Regions from separate parts of the Mus musculus genome. Here regions 1 and 2 are each linked to region 3. A link is a contact called in public HiChIP or PLAC-seq and promoter capture Hi-C data. All regions are on one chromosome and are shown on one strand. The core of a region is the stretch at or near the end of the contact, and the rest is flanking DNA. Distances in the headings are between cores, read along the strand shown.

Region 1 (2,817 bases), core at 202-2,701, 480 kb before region 3:
CTGACCCAGTTCATGCTGTTGTTGGGTTCTGTCATGCTGCAAGAAGTTTTTGTTATAATATGAAAACCATCAGACTTGAGCTGACCAGGGGCCATCTTTGAGTCCCAGTACCTGCCTCCTGCATCCTGCCGCACCCAGCCTGTCTCCCACCCTCTGTCTCCTCAGCTTTTTCCTCCACCTTCCCAAATTCTCTCCCTCTCTGCATCCCGCAATCCTGTAAGTTCTTCAAGACTCAGGTGGAATTCTCCTCTTCTGACCCATCAGACCCTAGAGGCAGAAGGCTGTCTCGCCTGTGTGCCCCATCTTTTCCTCGATGTTAGAAAACAACCTAGACTACCAGCTTACCAAACCAGAAAGGTTTGTTTGTGGTCCTGGTTTTACTGGTTCCAGCCGACATGTTTCAGGCCCCATGTTTTGGCCTTGTGAAGCCGCAGAACATCAGGCATGAAGTATGTGTCAAAGTCAGTTTGCACAGCTTGTGATGGCTGGGAGGGAGAGGAAGGAAGGGGTGTGGAGAAGGAAGGAGAGGAGGAAGAAAAGAGAGAGGGAGGAAGAGAGACTCCCTTTAAGGGCATGCTCCTCCCGAAATTCCCACCACGTCTCAATAACACCATGAACTGGAGATGAAGCCTTCAACATGAGTGTTGGGAGTCATTTAAGAACAAGGCCGCAGCCCCCCTTCTCTACTCCAGTTCCAAGTCCCACAGGGCAATGAGTGCTTCTGGAACCCAGTGACCGGGGATCATTCCTGTCTCTCAGCTCTTGACTGGTCCAAATTCAGACCTGGGTTAGAAAGGACTATCTCTGAGGCTTAAGTTTCTGAACAATACTCGGTTCCCAGGAGAGATGAGAAGACAGGGTAAAAGATGAGGGTGGACCAGGGCTTGGAGAGAAAAGAGCGATTGTTCTCAGAGAGAAAGAGAGTCTTTGCTGGGCGTGGGGAGGAGACCGGATGCCATCAGTCCAAATGGAGTGATTCAGAGGAAACCTGAGGAGAAAAAAAATGACCAGCGAGGCCCCAACCAACCTGTTCGGGAAGGAAGGGAAAAGTTAGAGCCAGGAATGACACAAAACAGTCACCTCACGCCCCACATCTGCACCTCTGAGATGACAAAGGCACCGGGAGAGCATCCTTGCAATGCCATAAATCCTCCAGGAGGTGAGGGGTGACAAAGGGTGAGGTCACCTCAAGCTGCTGCCTGGAACAAGCTTTCTCACCTGAAGCGGCTCTGCCACTGACAGACACACACCCAAAGCCTTCTAGAATCTTCTGTACGGAGACAAGGGCACCTCCATGAAACGTTCCTCAGAGAGCCACTGTGTGCCCGAGTGGACTGGGCGTCGCTCACTCATCGGTCACAAGTGGGCGAGTTATCTGTTCTCACTTCCTAATCTCCCTGGGCACACAGTCCCCACGCCTCCTTCCCTTGGGGCCCATAGCTTCTGTGAGTGGCAGAGCGGCTAAAGCTGACGTCATCAGTCAGCTGCGAAGAAGCCCACAAAGGCTCCAGGCTCCGACTGAGATAGCTCAGCTGATGAAGGTGCCCGAGGCCACGCCTGATGGCCTGAGATCAACCCCGGGTTCCTACACAGTGAGAGGAGAGATTTGACTCCCTTGAACTGCCTCTGACCCCACACCCATGCACTGTGGCAAGCATCCCTTCCCCCACCCCCGCAAATAAATAAACTGCTTAAAACAGCATAACTTATTCCAAACAACAAAAAGCTTGGGCTCCCCACTACTGTACACCCCTGCTTGGGGCACCACTCTTCTCCCCATCCCAGTGGCTCCCACCTTCTCATTTCCCTCAAATCTGACTCACTCACTTATAAAAGAAAAGATAATGAATGTAGCACGCTCCAGACGTTGCCCAGAGAACCTGCGACATTGGGGGAACAGAAAGACCTTTGTTACCATCCGGTTCCACACAGTCTGTGGGTCCCCATGGTGGTCCCGGTCTGGGGTCCCATTTAGGATCTGTTGCCTATTGGAGCTGAAATGCGATGGGTAATATCGATGATTGACTCAACAAGGCTCTGGGAGCATCAAGGAGACTGACTTCATCAGGAGACTGACTTCATCGCAGGCCTGGGAGGGAGGTTCTAGATCAGCTTACACAACCTGTCACTTCCTTTGATCCAAGCCATGAAGCCTTACAGCTCTCCTGGCTGGAGCTGAAGCCGGGATTCACCTCCTGCTGGAATGCAGGGACTGAAGGGGGACCATCCAGAGGTCTCCAAGGAGGGGACAAGGATAGCCAGGAGAGGTGGCTGGGAGCAATGAGATTTTGTGGAGGCTGAAGTTGCAGGCGAGAAGTCAGACTCTGAATGCAGTGGGAAGAACAGGGCGCTGAGGGCTCCCCAGCTTGGAGGAGGGGTGCAGACCTGAGATGGCCCCTTCTCCCTAGACGGTGTCTCTGCCCAGAGGGCGGGGTAGCAGGTAGCAAGCAGATATCCTTCTTTTGACAGCTGTCAGTTATGGTGCCTAAGAATTGACCCTTCCCCTATCACTCATCTATCGATATTCCCTGCTTTACAAACAGGTTATGATTCAATATGCTTGAAATAAATTGAAAATGTCCAACTCAGGAGATAGGACAGCAAAGTGCTGAGCTAGCATAGGACCATGAGCTTGTGACCTCAGCTTGTAAACTCGGGGACATGAGCTTGTAATCCCATCGCTGGAGAGGTGTAGACAGACAGGGGCCCCTGGCCTCACTGACCAGTTGTCTCAGTTTTATGGTGAATTCCAGAACAATGAGAGACCCTGTCTCAAAAAAAAAGGGGGGGGTTTGTCTCCTGAAGAATGGCAGTCAA
Region 2 (2,755 bases), core at 217-2,716, 280 kb after region 3:
ACTGGAAACTTCAAGAGTCAGGAACAGAGGGTCAAGGGTCCGTGGGCCTCTCATGAGGAGCTCAGGGCTGGGGCTCCCAAACTCCCGGACATCCCGATTCTGCTGGGTCACAAGGGGTTGGGGATGGAGTTGGGGTCTGCAGGCTGAGGATGACAGGGATGGGGGACTCTGGCTTAGCTGTGGTGGCGAGTCTGGGCATGTAGAGGGTCCTTCTACGGGAGGTTTAGACAGCAGCGTTGTGACTCAGTAGTCAAAGGCCTTCTCTATGCTCCCCACTGCGATGAAAGAGATGGTCCTTGATTCCAAATTGTTTATTGTTCATCATGGAAAATGGGTGAGTACCTCCTTCTCAGGGTGGACTAGTGATTAAATAAATACCCTTTGCAGGGAGGAAGGTCCAAGAAGGGATGCTTATTGGCTAAGTCCTCAGGGCCTCTAGATACCTCATCAGCATGGAGAACTCTGTTCTTTGGAAAGAGTCCAACTCTTTAACAGATTCTACCTGGGCAGGACTTGAGCCTGGAGCTCGCTGTAGTGTGAGCCCTGAGGGCATGGGATATACAGGACAGGGCGGACCCAAGAGGCTCTGATCAGGGTCTCTCTCAAATGGCCCAAGAATTTCTTCCGCCCTGCCCTCACCTGAGTGCTTGGGTTGCAGGCACCACCCTGCCGCTTATGCAGTACAGGAATCTTGCCCTGGGTCACTCCAACACTGGTGCCTCCCCAGCCCCTAGTCCCCCTTTATGGGGCAGAAGGGTCTTACTTTGTAGGAGGGGGGGGGTCTCCTCGGCTACGGTCCTCCTGACATAGCCCCTCCCACTTCCCCAGGGAGTGCTTGGCTAATCGCTGTGCACTGCCACACCCAGCTTGCTAGGACGATGTGTAAACACATATTGGATCCCAGCCCAGCGAATGAGTCCGCGCTGACAGACATGGCAGGCTGACGGAATGAATGAAGTGAAAGCCTGAGTCGGCACGGTGGGGGAACACAAACCGCACGGGACCCAGGAGTGTTTCCTGGTCCTGGCTGGTGTGGGTGGGGCCTGGGTTTCATCCAAGAAAGAAAGGAAAAGAAAAGAATGAAAGAAAGAAAAAGATGAAAAAGAAAGAAAGAGGGGGGTGGGGGAAGAAGGAAGAGTTAGGTCGCCAGCAATTCCCCCCAAAATGTTTTTCAACATGGTCTGTTATCCTAGCCCTCAGGAGGGGCAGGCCTGGGCCAAGGCCAGCATGAGCTTCGTTAAGACCCTCTGTAAAGCTTTTTTTTGGTTTTGTTGTTGTTGTTGTTTGTTTAAAGATTGTGTACATCGTCGGGGCTTGGCAGCTCACCTCTCTCATGCCAGTACTTGGGAAGGGAAGAAGAGGTTTGCCTTGAGTTTGAGGCTAGCCTGGACTACAATGTGAGAACTGGGGACGCAGGGGGAGGAAAGGAAAAACAATCAACCCCATTGGTGACCCATGTGGCCATCACGTGACTCCTGACGTCATGAGCAGAGGACTCTGTTTACCTCTGTGGTGTTCCCGCCGAAAGCCGCAGCAACTCCGGCTTCGTCATGAGAAAAACATCAGATACACCCAAATTGCAGGATCGTGTACAAAATACCGACCAGAAAGCCTCAAAATTGCCCAGGTCAGGAAAACCCAGGAAAAACAAGGGAAAACAGAGGAGCTGAGTCAGACAGACAGGGAAGTTAGAGGACAGACAGGAGAGGGCACGTGTGGACTGAGTAAGACCCGGGCGAGGTTCAGCTCACGCTCACGTGGACGCAGTAGAGGGGGAACCACCTGGACTTCAGGGTGGATCCAAAGAACGAAAACCTAAATACAAAACCGATTCGGAGCGGGGCTGGGGCGGGGGTAAGGATGCCGCGCAGTTTGGGAGGATCAAGTGGGACCCAAAGCCAAGTTCCATCCCCAGCACCACATGAACCTGCGGTGGTAGCTTGGGTCTGTAATTCTAGCACTGAGAGGTGGGGGCAGGAGATTTAGGAGTTCGAAGTCATCCTGGACTATGTAGGGAGTCCGAGTCTGTCTTGGGCTGGAGACCTTGCCTTAAAAAACAATCCCAGCACTTGGGAGGCAGAGGCAGGCGGATTTCTGAGTTCAAGGCCAGTCTGGTCTACAGAGTGAGTTCCAGGACAGCCAGGGCTACACAGAGAAACCCTGTCTCGAAAAAACCAGAACCAACCAACCAACCAAATCAATAGAAACCAACTTGTGCAAAGAACATTAGAAAGAAGGAGAATCCTTGGTTACATTGTGAGTTTGAGCCAATGGGCCTATCTAAACCCTGCCCCAGGAAACTGAAGAGAGACTGGTGTGTGGGCTCGGAGGGAGAGTGTATCCATCAAACACAGAACAACAGCAGGAGGAAAACAGACACGCTCCCACATCGCCCTAAAACCTTAGTCAGCATTCCTCCCTGACCACCCATGGCCGGGGCCACCCCTTCTTCTCTTTAGGAGAGAGAGAGAGAGAGAGAGAGAGAGAGAGAGAGAGAGAGAGAGAGAGAGAGAGAGAGAGAGAGAGGTGTGAAGCAAGCCCTAGCTGTCCTGGACCTGCCCCTGCCTCTCTTGTGTGGGGATTAAGGGTGTGCACCACCATGCCTGGGCCCCTTCTCTAAGCCCCGAAGAAGACCCCATCCCAACTGTTCACAGCTAACTCACCCTCTGGGTCAGCAGAGGTGCCCCCAGTGGCCCATGGGACTCCAGGGTCAACCCTGCTCAGCCTGGCTCTCAGGACTGCACACATGGCTACT
Region 3 (2,832 bases), core at 245-2,744:
CCTAACTCCAGCTTCAACTACACACACACACACACACACACACACACACACACATATCTCAAGATATATATGTATATATATATATACATATATACAGACACACACACACATATATATCAAGATATATATATATATATATATACATATATACAGACACACACACACACATATATATATCAAGATATATTATATACATATAAACTTAGGCTATATGGCAGACTAAAATGAACAAATAATAAAAAATAAACCCTAGTACTTTTTATGGAACAAAAGAAACAATTATGTGACCCCAAATATTATTGCTATTATTTATGATTTTTTTCCAATTCAAAATACTGCCTGTTCGGTTGGTGAAGTTATATGGTAGCCGAGGTCTACAGTCTCAGTCCTGAGAGGTGGGCACAAAACTAGAAGTGTGAGACTAGCCTGAGCTATATAAGACCCTTTCTCAAAAATATAAACAGTGGCTCTGGAAGACCCTTTCAAATTAAGCCAAACAAAGAAAACACTACCAAGAACTGGGAATGTAGCCTAGTGATATATTAACACACCTTGTTGGACGCGGGCGAGGTCCTTAGGTAGAACCCTAATTTGTGTGTACTGCACACTTTGTAGACCCTAAGGGCACAACGAAACAAAAAGTGTAGGCTGTACCCGAAGCACCATTTTATTTTTGTGTATGAAAAATTAAAGTATGAGTTGCTGACGGTTTTAATGAGTTAAGATTTTTTTTTTCTGTTACTCCACAGTGGCCTTTTGCGGTTTTATCTTTCTGAAAGCCGGCCTTACATGAAAGGTCAACTGCCAGTTTCAAAAGTCTGGAAGGGCCGGAGGTCTAATACTCTCTGTTTAAAAAACCAACTATTCCAAACCTTCCGAGGGGAAACAGTATGGAATGTCTGTATCCTTTCAGCTTTAATTCTTGTGTGTACTGTAATCATGAGCAAAGACATCTTGCAGAAGGTTTCGCAAGCTCCTATATAAAAAGTTGCTTAATGTTACAAGCCAATGATTCTTGGGAGGGATGGGTTTCTCTGCAGCGCTGGTCCCTTGTCTGGGCGGTGAAAAGGGTGGCCTGGTCCCGACCACTTTCCCAAGCAGGCGGGGAATCTAGGCGTCCGGAAATGGTCAGGGGCGGGCCGTAGGGCAGACAGGCATAGGGACTTTGGCCTCTAGAAACCTCTTGGCGTGGAAACTAACCGGGTTCTCTTGTGTTTCCCCAGAGCAACGCCTGACCGCAGGCAGAAGCGGCCCCATCCTCCCCCACCCCGACGCCTCCGGCGGCCGGCCTCCCGGCCTCCGGCGCGCCTGCGCACTAAGCTGACTGCGCGGGCGCCGCTTCCCGGCTCCGCATTCCTCCCCCTTCCGAGCTCCGCGCGCCTGCGCGCCGGCTGGGAGGCCCTCCGCGTCGGGGCGGGAGGACGCGCGCGCGCCCGCGGCCAGGGGGCGGTGGCCAGGCGGCGGGAGGCGGGCCGCGCGCGCCGGTGGGAAGCGTCCGGCAGCCACAGCGCCGGCTCCGTCGTAGTCGCGGCCGCCCGGGTCTCGCTCGCCCCTCCTCCCGCTCCCCCGCCCGCCGCCGCCCGCGCGCATGCGCCGCCGGAGCGCGAGGGTCGGCTTCGGGTGTTTGGTGGCGGCAGAGCGGAGCTGCGAGGCCCGAGAGTCAGAACCTGGGGGAGAGGGATGGTCTCTGCACCGGGGGGAGCCGGAGGAGCCGCCGCCGCTGCCGACGCCACCGCCGCAGCCGCCGCCGCCGCCGCCCCGGCGCCCGCCTCCCTGCGCTGACGGCCGCGTACGAAGCCGGCGAGGGGGAGCCAGCCACCGCGGTCGCCGGCACACCGCCCAGCATGGTCCGGGAAACCAGGCACCTCTGGGTGGGAAACTTACCGGAGAACGTGCGGGAAGAGAAGATCATCGAGCATTTCAAACGGTGAGTGACACGAGGCCCGGAGCCGCGCTGGCACCTCGGGCGCCTCTCCGGCCCGTTGCTGGCCACCGGCAGAGCGGCGACGCGCGGCTGGCTCCGGCGCTCTGGGCGGGCGGCTGCTGTGCGGCCACCGAAGGAGCGGGAGCGCTGGGGGGCTGCGGGATCGCCTTTTTGCGCGCCGCCTCGCAGTCCAGCGCGACTGGCCGGGGCCCCGAGCGCCCGCAGAGCCCGGGCTGTGCGGACGCCGCAGCCGCGCTTGGCATCGTGCGGCACCGGGAGGTGGCAGGCACCCGGAGCAGTGGCCGCTCTCCGGAGATTCGTGCAGCGGCGGATGCTTCAGCTCTCTGCGCGGCTGGGCGGAGCGGGCTGCCTGGCGCTCGGCGGCGGCTAAATGGGCTGCCCGTGTCCCGGAGCTCGCGGGGAAGGGAGCGCGAACGCCAAGCTTGGCGCTGCGGATGCATTCCCGCGCCGCGCTGGTGACCGAGCGTTTTTTTTTTTTGTTTTTGTTTGTTTGTTGTTTTTTTTTTTTTTACAATAGACCCTTCACCTCGAATTCGTTAGTGAAGTAGCCAAAAAGTGCAAAATTTTAGCGATTAGGTATGACTTTTCGGTTTCTCTAAATACTTTTTGCTTGTGGAAGGAAAAGAAGTAAATGCTGCTTTTCATACCCGTTGGTAGCATTTAGCGCTTATTTGCTCCCAGAAACGCGTGTCCGGGTAACTGGTAGAGGCCTCAGCATGCAACCCCACTTACAATGAGAATTTATTCATACTTTCCGCACATTGAGAAAGAACGTAGCAAATCTGCGATCGCCTGTGGAAATTCACTTCTCCTGATATCCAATACCCTGGAAGGTTCCAAGTTGGGCGTACTCTGAATTCCCACTATCCAGTCGGTGCAGGGAATAT

What was found. Promoter capture Hi-C pulls out the DNA fragments that hold promoters and counts their contacts. HiChIP or PLAC-seq counts read pairs in DNA pulled down with a chosen protein or histone mark.
Region 1: an H3K27ac HiChIP or PLAC-seq map of microglia shows a contact between it and region 3, with 8 times the contacts expected there. The contact joins the promoter of 4930455G09Rik here to the promoter of Spen in region 3. A contact is called at or near these places in 2 of 115 datasets of contacts at active chromatin or transcription factors (microglia and pancreatic cancer cells).
Region 2: a contact with region 3 is called in a promoter capture Hi-C map of liver. The contact joins the enhancer-like site here to the promoter of Spen in region 3. A contact is called at or near these places in 2 of 39 promoter capture datasets (the 3T3-L1 cell line and liver), 1 of 484 Hi-C or Micro-C datasets (muscle stem cells) and 5 of 115 datasets of contacts at active chromatin or transcription factors (embryonic stem cells, extraembryonic endoderm stem cells, memory CD8 T cells and 1 more).

What each region holds. Positions count from the first base shown.
Region 1 is chr4:142,016,532-142,019,348 of GRCm38.p6, reverse strand. It overlaps 4930455G09Rik (RIKEN cDNA 4930455G09 gene), which reads right to left and starts at 1,451. Exons shown (of 2, transcript NR_131014.1): 1 at 1,219-1,451.
Region 2 is chr4:141,258,347-141,261,101 of GRCm38.p6, reverse strand. No RefSeq gene overlaps it. Among named protein-coding and RNA genes, the nearest start is that of Gm52686, 11 kb to the right of the region's middle. Within about 2 kb of position 1,466, at least 48 of the 459 cell types and tissues checked have an H3K27ac peak or open chromatin away from gene starts, as enhancers often do. A contact at or near this core is called in liver and pancreatic cancer cells, where this site is marked.
Region 3 is chr4:141,537,259-141,540,090 of GRCm38.p6, reverse strand. It overlaps Spen (spen family transcription repressor), which reads left to right and starts at 1,494. Exons shown (of 16, transcript NM_019763.2): 1 at 1,494-1,927. The coding sequence starts at 1,845. It overlaps Gm4123 (predicted gene 4123), which reads right to left. Exons shown (of 2, transcript NR_166589.1): 2 at 2,674-2,832.